2 separate regions of the Ovis aries genome follow, and region 1 is linked to region 2. A link is a contact called in public Hi-C data. All regions are on one chromosome and are shown on one strand. Each heading gives the region's core, a stretch centred on a gene start, on an enhancer-like site or on the middle of the called end of the contact. The rest is flanking DNA. Distances are from core to core; before and after follow the strand shown. Region 1 overlaps ACOX3 (acyl-CoA oxidase 3, pristanoyl). Region 2 has its middle 28 kb from the start of HTRA3.

Region 1 (6,703 bases), core at 753-3,252, 120 kb after region 2:
CTATCCTCAGCCCCATCTTAGGGAGAAGAACACCAAGGAGCAGTGTGTGGGGTCAGCTTGCCCTCAGATGCGCAGCCAGCAGTCAGCAGAGAGAGACAGAGGACCCAGGACCTGGGCCTGGCCTGTCGGTCACCTGCTCTGTGTGCCATCCACCAGCTGCTCAGATAGCCACCGGCGCCAACAGAAGTGAACGCTGAGTCTCAGAATGCTTCATCGGAACAAAGCGTGGTGCCAGGGAACTGCCAAGCCATTAACTAGCAAGTTCCAACTCAGATGAATGGATAAGCTCCCTTCCGTTCTGGTTTTCAGTCTCCACGCTGCCTCGTGACCCCCAGGTTTCGGCCAAGGAACATCAGGTGGCAGGGAACCGAGGGATGAGACGAGGGCAGGGCCCGGCCAACCTGCTCTGGAAAGTTCCAGAAGGTAAATGTTTTAGGCTCTGCCGAGATATCTCAGCTCTGCAGGAGCAGGAACACGGCCACAGGAAGTGTGTAAACAAGTGGCCACGGCCGGGTGCCGATAAATCAGTATTTACAAAAATATATATCCACAGAAAAAGCCTTTGGCCCATAGGCTGTTGTGTGCTGACCCCTGACCTTGCGATGACCCCTGGTTGGTCATGAGCTGACCCCTGGTTGTGCGCTGACCCCTGGCCATGCATTGACCCCTGGTCGGTTGTGCGCTGACCCCTGGTTGTGAGCTGACCCCTGGTCAATTGTGAGCTCACCCCTGGTTGGTTGTGCACTGACCCCTAATCGTGCGCTGACCCCTGGCCATGCATTGACCCCAGGTCAGTTGTGCGCTGACCCCTGGTCTTGAGTTGACCCCTGGTTGGTCATGCACTGACCCCTGGTCGGGTATGAGTTTCATGGTAGGGATGAGGACAGAAACCAGCCCACGTGTCTCTGAGACCTACTGGCCAGGTAGCCGTGTCCTCCACATGCCTCTCGGCACTCCTGGATCCCCCGCTGGCGTGGATCTCGCGTCCCAGCTCTGCCTTGGGAGGGAGAGAAGCCAACAAGATCAGGGGAAGAGAGGCTCCGACCCCAGAGGGCAGGGGACAGTCCAAGCTCAGCCTCAGAGACCTGCGCCCCTTCCAGTCTGACCCCAGGTGGCTGACAACTACAATAGTAGGAACCCAGTTTTAGCTTAAAAAGCAGGATTCATCTACCTGTGGATACTCTGCGGTCTAGTCACACAACCTCCTAGCACTGAAGATAAACCACCGCGGCTGCTCAGTGGGTGAACCCTGGTGGGGAGGCTGATCGTGGAGGGCCATGCATCGTGACTCAGAGCGCATGAAGTTTACAGCGCGAGCCTGAGGGACGGCTGTTCAAGCCCCCGTCATTCACGGGAGACGAGGAGGAAACCCAAGGGAAGGGACTGACACAGCACTGACTCGCTGCCCCTGGGGAGAGGGCGGGGGGCAGCCCCAGAGGGGTACAAAGCCCTGGCCATTCAGGGCCCCTGTGCAGGCCCCACTCGGGGCCGCTAGCTTTAACACGTCTAGTAAACATTCTTTTACTTCAACGAGATCATTAGTAACAACAATTACAAGAAAGACACGCCTACACACGCACTTGCGGAATAAGGTGCTGGGCTTTGCCAGCATTTTCAGCTTCACAGAAGTGCTACCTTGTAACCCACGCCTGGGTTGAACTACTCTTTCTGAGCTTCAGAAAAAAAAAACAGACCACGGTGACACTTGAAACATTATTAACAGGACAATTCCATTGTCAGCTGGCAAAACTTCAGTGACTCATGTTTGGGGGGGAAAAATGCATTAGCTCCACATTCCTGATGAAACGGTCCTCGGGGTCACATCAGCCTGACTGCGTGGCTGTGCACCCTGCCAGCCCCCCGCCCCTTCACCCTCCGCCTCTCGACGCCTGGGTGTCTATGCTGGATATTCCAAAACGTGCTAATTTGATACAGGCTTTTCAGGGCGTGGTCGGTAAGCCCGCCCTCTGTAGCATTTCTGGTGAGTTTTCAGATGCACTTGCGCTGTGCCTTTTCGCAATGCCCAGGAGGCAGTGTGAAAGCAGAACAAAAATCAACACGGGAGGCATCCATACATGGAAATTAGCAGAAGACCCTTTCTGTGCAAAGGGGCTGATCTCAGCGGGTCTGCACGCTCGCATCTGGCACAAAGCCACGCCTGTCAGCTCACATCCAGTCAGCTGGACACAGACCTTTTGTGGGGTTGTTTACAAAAGGATCAGAACCGTGAAATCCACGGAGGGGGCCGGTAATGTGGATTTTGCAAAAGCATCCTGTTCTCCAGAGAACAACAGCTGAACTCACAGACGGGAACCAGGAGCCGTGTCAGCACGTCCTTGAGAACGGGGGATGCGGACACGTGCCGACTAGGCCCCCATCCCTGCGACGGGCTCCGGGAGGACATGGCGCAGGGGTCAAGTCAGACGAGCTTGCATCATCCCCGCAGATCCACACACCCACGCTGTTTTGAGAGAAAGGCTGAGCCTGCCCTGTTCAAACCCAGTGAGATATAAATGAGGATAAACGCTGCAGAGAAAAAGCAGGGGGCTCTCACCTGCCTGACACTCCGGTCTTTCCCCAGGAGGCCTCGCTGAAGCTCCCCCAGATCCAGGAAGAGTGATTTGGAAAAGTGGTCCAAGGCGTAGGCGGCAGCCAGGTACGGCAATAAGCGCCATTGCTGAAATGGACAAATACCCACCTGAACACCCCACGTCCTCGGCAGGGTGGGGGTGGCCGGAACCCACCCCCACGGTCCCGTTAGTGCACAAGGCCCTGCACCTCTCCCGGATGCTCCCCACCCCCCACCACGACAGCTGCCCCCTGATACCCAGCCACCCTGACTGGCCTGCTCAAGGAGAGGCGCCCACGCGCACTGCCCTGCCCCATGCTCGCTGCTGTTGCGGCCACGCGACCCCTCAGCCAGAGTAAATACTGAACTATAATATGATTCTTCGTTATCCTGGCCATGCGATCCCTCAGCCAGAGTAAACACTGAATACAACTGAGACAGCCAGGTCACCATGCCCAAGCGCGGGGCCAACCTGGCAACGCCTTGCCCTTTGTGACCCTAGGAGGAAGACAGCGACTGCCCCCGGGCCAGAAGGCTCCCGGAGGCCGAGGGAGCGTGTCCATTCCACCAGCGTGTGTCTGCTGCTGCGTGAATGGAGGGGGGAGGCTGAGAGGACCCGGAAGACAATCACCACCACCACCGCCAGTGATCCCTGCGTGCGGTCACCGTGCCGCCGCCCTAACGTGGCTCATCCTTGCAACCACCCACAGCAGTGATCACCGCTCCAACGTGCAAAGGAGAAAACCAGAGCACAGAGAGGCTTAGTGCCTGGCCCAGGGGTGCACAGCAAGGGCAGAGTGGACTTCCGGAAGCCCACTCGAGGGGCTTAAGTGGGCTCAGCTGACCGCTGAGGCCAGGCTTCAAGCCCAGGCAGGGGGGCAGGCTGTGACCTCACGAGGACCACAGGGTCCAGCAGTGCGGTGGATGCTGCATGCTGGCCAGGCACGAACTAGGCACGAGGCTCTTCCTCGCTTGCTCATTTGGTATTAAACAAGGTTCGTGGTCCTAACTAAGGGGTTAAACAAATTCGATCCAGTTACAATGTCCTGAAACTCTCACTCAAACACGCCTTTGCTTACGCATCACTGGGCCCAAGACCAGGGCTCGGTCCAGCTGCTGCCTCTGGGGCCCCACCTGTGAGCTGGGGACCACCACCAGCCCACCTGGTGCGCAGGGCAGCTGCGCAGTGGGCATGGAAGGGCTGGGGATGCAGAGGCGCTGGTGGGGGCACACTGTGATCCAATGCCACGCCTGCCCCCAGCCCGGCCAGGTGACCAGGCAATGCTCGGCTTGGGGGGGCTCCCCTGCCGTCCGGGGCTGCCTCGACCGTGGAGGGCCTGGAGTGAGGAGTGTCCCCTCTGCTGAAGGATGCCACCATGAACGCCGCTGCACACTCAGCCACTACGTCACGGGATGGAGGGCTGTGTCAGAGCACAGCCTGGATACGCAGGGCCAGAGAGGGGAGAGCATGAGCCCCCGCCTCACCAGAGCGCCTCCTTTAGGCTCCTCATTTCTTTTCAAGTAAAGACCATCCTGGAGACCATCTGTGGCCCCCGAGGCCACGCCCCTCCTGGGCCTGGCGTCACCCTGTAACTCCAGAAGGGGCCCGGTCAGCGCCCCGTGACCCAGCAGCAGAGACCTCAGAGAGGCGGTGTGTTTGCACATGGACGGAAAGCCAGTGAGCTCATGCCCGCAGGCGCCACAAAGACAGAAAGCCAGTGAGCCCGTGCCCGCAGGTGCTACAAGGACAGAAAGCCAGTGAGCCCACGCCCGCAGACGCCCTACCTGCATCGGGTACTCCAGCACCGGGACCTCCTCCTTGTCCGTCGGCCCGAACTGACGCCTGGTGGCCGAGAAACGCAGAGCGATGGACACGGCCAGCTTCAGGTTCACGACAGACATGCCCACGATGGCCACCCGGCCAGACGACAGGCTGCCCAGGGACTCGCTGAAGCGCTGCCCCACATTCTGCGGGAGGAGAGCAGGTGGCGGTGGACCCAGGACCGCGGGCCACCTCAGGGATGGGCACGGGGTGGAGGGGCGTGCCTGTCCTCGTTCAACACCCCAGGCCCAGCCCCCAGGGCGCCCCAGACACAGGGTCCTGGAGCCAGGAGGGCTGAGCGGCACGGGGGCCGGTGTACCCATCATGGGAAGGTACGGGGGGCACCCAGCCCACATGAGGGAAGGGCCCCGGGCAGACACGCCATCTGGGCAGACCTACGAGCTGCCACGTGGAGGCAGGAAGCCCTGCTCTCGACCTCACGAAGGACCAGAGGTGGCTGTGCCGAGAGCGAGGCTGGAGGTGAGGGCAGAGAACACAGCTGGCGCCAACGTCTCATTCATAAAAAGGGCACCCTCCCCCGCCGGGATTCCTGCCTCCCCGTGGAGCCACCATCCCAAGGGCCGTGACGGTCATCGGAACGGTCACCTGTCCTTCTCTGTGATCTTTTGTTGTGGCTGCTGTTCAGCCGCTCAGTCGTGTCCGACTCTCTGCGACCCCACGGACTGCAGCACGGCAGGCCTCCCTGACCATCACCAACTCCCGGAGTTCACTCAGACGCACGTCCATTGAGACAGTGATGCCACCCAACCATCTCATCCTCTGTGGGCCCCTTCTCCTCCTGCCCTCAATCCCTCCCAGCATCAGGCTTTAAAAGCAGGGAACTGCCTGTGTGCATCTGTTTTCAGTCTGTTCTAAGTTTCAAGGTGCTCACCGTGGTCCCCAGTAGCAGCCTGGCTTTCAGGCCCATCGGCGGCGCTTGGGTACATCGGCCTGACAGTCTCACCAAACGACGCGATCACGTGCGCCTCCCTCAGCCCTGCTGCTTCTCCCGCTTCATTTATTTTATTATTCAGGCTTTTCTTCCTACACTGTGTCCACTCTGGTATTTGTGCGGCAGCCTTCCAAGCCCCTGGCCATGAATATTTACTGTGTTCTCGCGCACGAATGACAGCTTAGCTGCACTTAGAGAAAGCAGGCGTACGTTGCTTTCCGGCCGTGGTGAGAAGCGTCCTCTCCCTGACTGCTTTCAGGCAGCATTGCGTGGGGAAAATCGGAGCCGAAGGGGCTTTGATCCCACGGGAGCCGCTCTGCCTCCTGTCCCGGGGAGGGCTCAGGGTCTTGTCTCTGAGGTTCTGGTATTTCTTGACGGTGAGCCTGGGGTGACAGCCCCTGACCCACTGTGTGAGCCCCCCGGAGTCGAGACAGTCTTCTTTCCGTAATTTAGAGGCCTGTCTCCGCTGTTTCTACAAACCATCTCTGGGCTCTCTCCATCCCTGCCTGACACTTGCTTCACTGATATTCAGCCCTGGATCGACCCCCTCCGCTGGGCTCTCTCGTCTGCCTCCATGCTCCTGGGTTTCATATCAGTTTCCTTTTCTGAATGTCCTCCTCTGTCACCTCCAGCCTCTCTCCTGATCGGAAGGTACTTGTTATGTTCGTTCAAGCCCTGCTCTCAGCTCCAAGCAGCCTACACATGGCACTGGGTCATCCCGGCCGTTGGTTCAGGACCAGGAGGGCTCAGCCACCCTGACCTGGCCAGGCCTGCAAAGGGCCCAGGGCCAGGCCCCTATGTGTCCACCCTCAATGAACTTCCAGGCGAGGTCAATCCCAGACGCCGGAGGACACGGTCACCCTACAGGTGCCCGGCCCAGTGGGCAACCCTTTCCTCTCCCCGCTGTGGGGAACAGCGCTGGTAGGGGTAGCCTCCCCAGCTGTAACCCCAGGGGGCTGGTGAGGACTAGGGAGAGATGTCACGCCTGGGGCCCCAGGGGTGTGGTGGACGCAGGCACCCCCTTCCTTGGTGGAGGCGCCAGGACCTGAGCCTGGAGAGTTTCGCACAGGCCTCCGGCTCCCCTGGCGACTCTCCTCCCCCCATAGTGGGGTGCATGTCCTGTGGACCTGGAGGGGACGGCTTCCTCACCCACAGACACCCCCCAACCCTGGAGGCTCCGGCACCTTGACATGCGTGACGTAGGCGCCCTCAGGGGTGACGTCTCCTGAGCGGTTCAGCAGGTCCTGGCGTGGAATCCTGACCTTGTGGAACATGGCGAACCTGTGCGGGGACATGGCTTCTGGTTAAACGGGGGGGGCGGCCCCGGGGCTCACCTCCCCTTCCCGAAACCTGGTCAAAT
Region 2 (5,982 bases), core at 156-2,655:
CAGTGGAAGTGAGAAATAGATTTAAGGGCCTAGATCTGATAGATAGAGTGCCTGATGAACTATGGAATGAGGTTCGTGACATTGTACAGGAGACAGGGATCAAGACCATCCCCATGGAAAAGAAATGCAAAAAAGCAAAATGGCTGTCTGGGGAGGCCTTACAAATAGCTGTGAAAAGAGAGGCAAAAAGCAAAGGAGAAAAGGAAACATATAAGCATCTGAATGCAGAGTTCCAGAGAATAGCAAGAAGAGATAAGAAAGCCTTCCTCAGCGATCAATGCAAAGAAATCGAGGAAAATAACAGAATGGGAAAGACTAGAGATCTCTTCAAGAAATTAGAGATACCAAGGGAACATTTCATGCAAAGATGGGCTCCATAAAGGACAGAAACGGTCTGGACCTAACAGAAGCAGAAGATATCAAGAAGAGGTGGCAAGAATACACGGAAGAACTGTGCGAAAAAAAAAGATCTCTCTCCCCAGGACCCTCATTAATAGAACGAAACAGAGTCAGGAGACCCCTGGCTTGTTTCTGTGCCCAGGAGGTGGAGCCTGGAAGGCCCAGAGTCGGGGGGAGGTGGGCAGGGGCGCTCCAACATTCTCTGGTTCTGGGGTCCGGAGCCCTGAACCCCAAAGTTCTCTCCCTGCTTGGACATACCTGTAGGGCACCCCCCCCAACTGCCCAGGCCTCTCCCACCAGGGGGCAGCAGAGAGCTTTCCAGAAGCAGCAGCTCCCAGGCGGGAGGGAGCAGGTCCCAGCAGCAGGGCCAACAGACTTCCCTGCAACCCTGACCCTGGGCTGCCTTCTCTGAGGGCTGGGTGGGTTTGCACCGCGGGCGGAGGCCATGCTGTAATTGAAAACATGAAGACGTGACAGCCCGTGCTGGAGGCGGCGGGAAGCCCCATCATGGTGACCCCGGGGTCACAGCGCTCTGAGGTCACAGGCTTGCTGGGCAGCTGCCCGGCCGGGCCTGCAGCTGCGCCGCGCGAGGTGGGGACAGGGCCACTCCTGGTCCACCACCTACCTCGGAACCCGCGGTGTCCCTGGCCGTCCAGGAGCCGTTAGGTTTCCGCCGCTCCCACCTGGGGTCCCAGCCCCATGCCCTAGGCCCACGGGGGGCTCGGGCAGCCCAGGACCCCTTGCTCTAGGGCGGCAGACCTGGAGGTCCAGGTGAGGCCCAGTCATCCAACCTGTGGTTCAAATCCCAGCTCCTCCCGTAGAGGCTGTGGGGCTTCGGGCAAGAAGCTTTACTTCTCAGAGTCCCAATCTGGTTGCAACTAAGACACAGCTGGTGATTGCTGCATGTGGGGTTGAAGTGAGGATTTGAGAAGCCGAGGGCTCAGCTCAGAGCCGGGGCTAATAGTGGCCTGTTTCCTATTAACGGTGAGATTGCCAAGGGCCGAGCGCCAGCACCCGCAGGCTACAGAACCCGGAACCAGAGAGTGAGTCACTCTGATCAAATCGCCCAGCCTTTCAAACCCTCCGTCTCTTCTTCATCTGTAACCAAAACCAAACCCCACAGCAGGGTCCTGAGCGTGAAGAGAAGCTGTGTACCAGCACCGAGGAGGCACGCACCGCATGGCTGCCCGGCCCGCACTGGTGGCCGAGACACGTTGCGCGCAGGTGGAGGCCAGCGTTTGGCCGCCGTGGGCCCCGGCCGACTGGGCTCCAGTCCTGCTCTGATGCTGCAGTGGCCAGGCCCCGGGAAGCAAGGCCCCCGCCTCCTCATTTGGCAGAGCGGTGGGTGTGGGACAGGCGCGCGTCCGGCACAGGGACGTGCAGCCCAGGGGCCCTGCCACCCCAGGGTCTCCACTGGGTCCATCCAGGCACCTTCTCACTTGGGTTCACTGCGCACCTACTGTGTGCAAGCTCAGTAACCCCTGCGGGCCAGGCATGAGCTGAGCCACAAGCGGCCCCTCCTGGAGGAGACCCTGGGGCTGAGGATAAAATCACACTCCCTGCAGGGGGCCCCTGAAGGCTCTCCCACACACTTTCCCGAACCGAGAAGGAAATCAGCCTGCCCAGGGTCACACTGCACCCTTCCTGACCGCAAGGCCCCAGAGCTCCCCGCCAGCATGCTGTCTCCACCCTTGGAGAACCAAGTGCAGGCTGGCCCCCAGTTTTGACAAGAAACCGAGGCTCTTAGAGGGAGAGTGACTGTCTCAAAGCTGCACAGCATCAGTCATCTCCATCACGACAGTGGAGCCGCAGCGGCCCATCACCTCCGGACAACGGGCGGGCTGAAGCTGCAAGGAGGGGGTGTGTCTCAGCACGAGCTCACCTCAGCGAGGAGGGAGCTGTCCGTCAGCAGAGGGGTGCAAGCAGGCCCCGGAGGTCTCCCTTGCGAATGGAGAGGTGTCACTAGACAGTCCTGAGAGTGTGCAAGGGATGTAAGATGCCCCTCAGACTGGGGTCTGCGTTGCCCGTGACCCCACCACACTTTCGGGGAGCTTGACAGCCGTCAGCTTGTGCTTCTGTGGGGGTCCGGCGCCTGACTCGGTGCGGTGGGGGGGGCGGGGGCAGCTGTCAGTCACAGGCTGTGTGGTGGTGGGACCCGTCTGCCACAGCCGGGCTGGGGTCCGTGCTAGGTCAAGTCTGGACCTTACCTCCCTCCAACCTGCTGTGACCTGGAGCACCCAGCAGAAGGTACCTTTCGTGTGTCAATGTGCCCTGCCTTCCGTGAGCCTCAGTTTTCTCATCTGTAAAGAGGGTGGGTTGCTCGTCAGACTGTTAACAAGACTGTGCGCTAAGTCGCTTCAGTCGGGTCTGACTCTGTGACCCCGTGGATTGTAGCCTGACAGGCCCCTCTGTCCTTGGAACTTTGCAGGCAAGAACACTGGAGTGGGTTGCCATGCCCTTTTCCAGGGGATCGTCCTGACTCAGGGACTGAACCCATGTCTCTTATGTCTCCTGCACTGGCAGGTGGGCTCTTTACCACCCATGCCTAACAACAGCATAGCTTGTATTTTCCCCCATCGTTGACAGTCAGGGTTGATGCAAACCAATGAGTAAAGACAAGGATGTTCTCTCACCCAGAGGGAAGGCAGGACTCTAAACTGGCCAATATAACCCCCTCCTCTTGAGTGAAACTGAATGTGATGGGATTTGTCTCCCTTAGTTAGGTTGGTGGTGGTGGTGGTTTAGCTGCTAAGTCGTTTCCGACTCTTGAGACCCCATGGACTGTAGCATGACAGACTGCTCTGTTCATAGGATTCTCCAGGCAAGAATACTGGAGTAGGTTGCCATCTCCTTCCCGTTAGTTAGGTTATGTATGCGCAAAGGTGAAGATTTTGCAGATGTAATTAAGGTCTCGAATTGGTTGACTGAGTTTCCCAAACAAGGTGGGCCTGACCTAATTGGGTGTGTCCTTTAAAAGCGGGCCCAGCCTTCCCTGCAGAGAGCTGTGATGGCACAGAAAGGACCTACCAGCTTGAAGAATGCCATGGACAAACTTCCTATGGAGGGGGCCACGAGGTGAGGAGCTGACCTCCCTCCTGCAGCCATAAGGAGATGCATTTTGCCAATGACCACACTGCCTGGAAGGGGCTCCTGATTCTCAGATGAGATCATAGCCCAGATTGATGACATTCCGCTGAGACCCCGAGCAGAGAACTGACCACAGAAACTGAGATAAGAAGCAGGCGTGTTGTGAGCCACTGTGCTTGTGATCACTTGATACAAAACACAGACAACAAATAGGCTGAGCGCCGGGTGTGCCTGCAACCTGGAGCCGCGCCTGAAAGGACCCACATCCAGCAACACGCCAGCTCCCCTCCCCCAGAGACCTCCATCCTCACCTGCCCACTGCCCACACCCTCCAGGCTCTACAAGTCCACACAAGAGGCCCTGAGGCTCAGCTCCTCACACCAGGAGCTGAGGACAGAGGAAGACAGGGAACCCTGGGTATTGGGACCCCAGGCTCTCAGCCGCCCTTCCGCAAGGCTGAGGCCCCCGGGCAACGTGGACTTCAGGGCCTCCCTCGCGGAGCAGAGGGCAGCCTTCCAGAAGGGTCTGGGTCTATGGGGATGCTGTGGGACATTGTTCCCTCCCACCCCAGGGGCAGTCACTTCTGGCCATAAGCAGGGCCCTTGCTCGCCCTGGGGCCATGCTCAACAATTTCAGAATCATCATGGCTTTGGGCTGGGTTTGCCCTGAATCCCAGGAAGGGGACATGCAGGGTAAGGGTGTCTCCAGGAAAGAGGGGCATCCACACTGGAACACACAGATGGGGGTGGGCTCCGCGTCTCTGACGGCTCCAGGGAGCCCCACATGCAGGATGAGGAGACCTCTCCAGGGATTAGTGATCTGGGGAGGCCGTGAGGCTGAGGGAGGGCAGGGCTGGGATTCCAGAGAAGGCCGGGGAGGAGGAACACCCTTGCAACACTGAACGCTGATGTCTGGGGCTCCGACAGGCCCGCCCCTCGGGGAGGGCGGCGGGGGTGGCAGGGCCGCTCACCAGGTCTGGGATGGGCCCAGGAGCAGGGCCCCCTGCCTTCCACCCCGTGGAGTGGCCCCTGCCCACCTCCTGCACCCCACACCCCACATCTCGCCTGAGCCAGCTGCTGCCACTCAGACTGGCAGCCTCCTTGAGGCTGGCTGGGAGGGACCCGGTGGAGTGTGGTCACGGTCACGCACGGCAGGCTTCGCTGTCCAGCAAGAGCAGACACGCCTGTTCCTGACGCGGCCTGGATCCCGGGGCCAAGGGGGAAGGTGGGCGGGCCTGGAAATCTGCTCCCCTGGATGCACCCGGTGGGCCCCGCCTGGAACAGGGAGGCTGACGTGGAAGGGCCCCTCCATGCGGGGATGGGCCCTGGCTGGAAGGAGGCCGGGGCCGCCCTGAGCTCAGCTGCCCCTCCCGCGACCCTCCACCAGCCTCCACGTCTCGTCGGGTCCCTGGCCAACACCACGGGGCAGAGCAGAAGAGACCCCCAGAACCGCCTCGGTGGGTGCAGTGGACACATTCTGAGTCCTGTCACCCAGCCCGCGATGAGCCCTCTTACAGAGGAGGAGCAGGCCCCCAACCTGGGAAGGGGTCTCCACCGTATCTAGTGAAGCCTGAGACGTGGTCCCCGAAGGTCAAGGGTGAGGCCGGGCGGCCCCCACCGCCCCTTCTCGTCAGCATCGCAGTGAAGGTCCCAGAAAGTGCAGCAAAACAAAGGCAAAAGGAAGAGGTTCAGGGTTTGTTAAAGCAGGAGCAAAGGGACATTATTCACCAATGCTGACGGTGGTTTACACAGAAAACCCCAGGAGAGGCTCAGACAGCTTTGGAATTAGTAAGAAGCCTAGTCTGCAGGGAAAAGCGTGACCCGAAGTCAACTCTGTTCCTGCAGAGCAGCACCCACGAGCTAGGAAACGCTCTGAAAAGCCATGCGATTCGGAGTCCTTGCCCCGCCAGATCCCATGGTTTGTTATGAATACAAAGTCATTTCATGGATGTGTGCATGTATGTGCGTACACGTGTATTTTGCGTGTACATGCGTGCGTGTATGCGTGTAGGCATGCGTGCGTGGGGGGGTATTTTCTCAGTCATGTTCAACCATGTGACCCCATGGACTGTAGCCCACCAGCCTCCTGTGTCCGTGAGATTTCCCAGGCAAGAACACTGGAGTGGGTTGCCATTGCCTTCTTCAGGGGGTCTTCCTCACCCAAGGATCAAACCTACATCTCCTGCACTAGCGGGCAAATTCTTCACCAGAGAGCCACCTGGGAAGAGCCATTTCATGGATACAGGACAGGAATAAATAACTGGAGAAAATCCGAAGCCTAGTGTTGAACTGTCCCCCATGTGGACTCAGTAGAAAGCGTGCAGGCCTGCAGGGAGAAGCTGGATGCTGTGGCTGCCGCAGAGGGACACTGAGCTGCCCACCGGTGAAACAGCGTCCTGACCACACAGCCCCCTCATGCCCACTGCCGCCAGGTTAAAGACCACAGGACGGAAAGAGGAACTGATGTGCTCCTCTAAAGGGAAAAAAAAAAAGGAAT

Evidence for each region. Hi-C and Micro-C count contacts between places; a contact is called where the count stands out from the background.
Region 1: a contact with region 2 is called in a Hi-C map of omental adipose tissue, with 2.3 times the contacts expected there. The contact joins two enhancer-like sites. A contact is called at or near these places in 2 of 16 Hi-C or Micro-C datasets (omental adipose tissue and tail adipose tissue).

Annotation. Positions count from the first base shown.
Region 1 is chr6:115,384,344-115,391,046 of ARS-UI_Ramb_v3.0, forward strand. It overlaps ACOX3 (acyl-CoA oxidase 3, pristanoyl), which reads right to left. Exons shown (of 19, transcript XM_027971266.3): 8 at 6,528-6,624; 9 at 4,355-4,537; 10 at 2,555-2,677; 11 at 976-997; 12 at 917-973. Among named protein-coding and RNA genes, the nearest start is that of ACOX3, 29 kb to the right of the region's middle. Within about 2 kb of position 2,003, at least 5 of the 54 cell types and tissues checked have an H3K27ac peak or open chromatin away from gene starts, as enhancers often do.
Region 2 is chr6:115,269,771-115,275,752 of ARS-UI_Ramb_v3.0, forward strand. No RefSeq gene overlaps it. Among named protein-coding and RNA genes, the nearest start is that of HTRA3, 28 kb to the right of the region's middle. Within about 2 kb of position 1,406, at least 5 of the 54 cell types and tissues checked have an H3K27ac peak or open chromatin away from gene starts, as enhancers often do.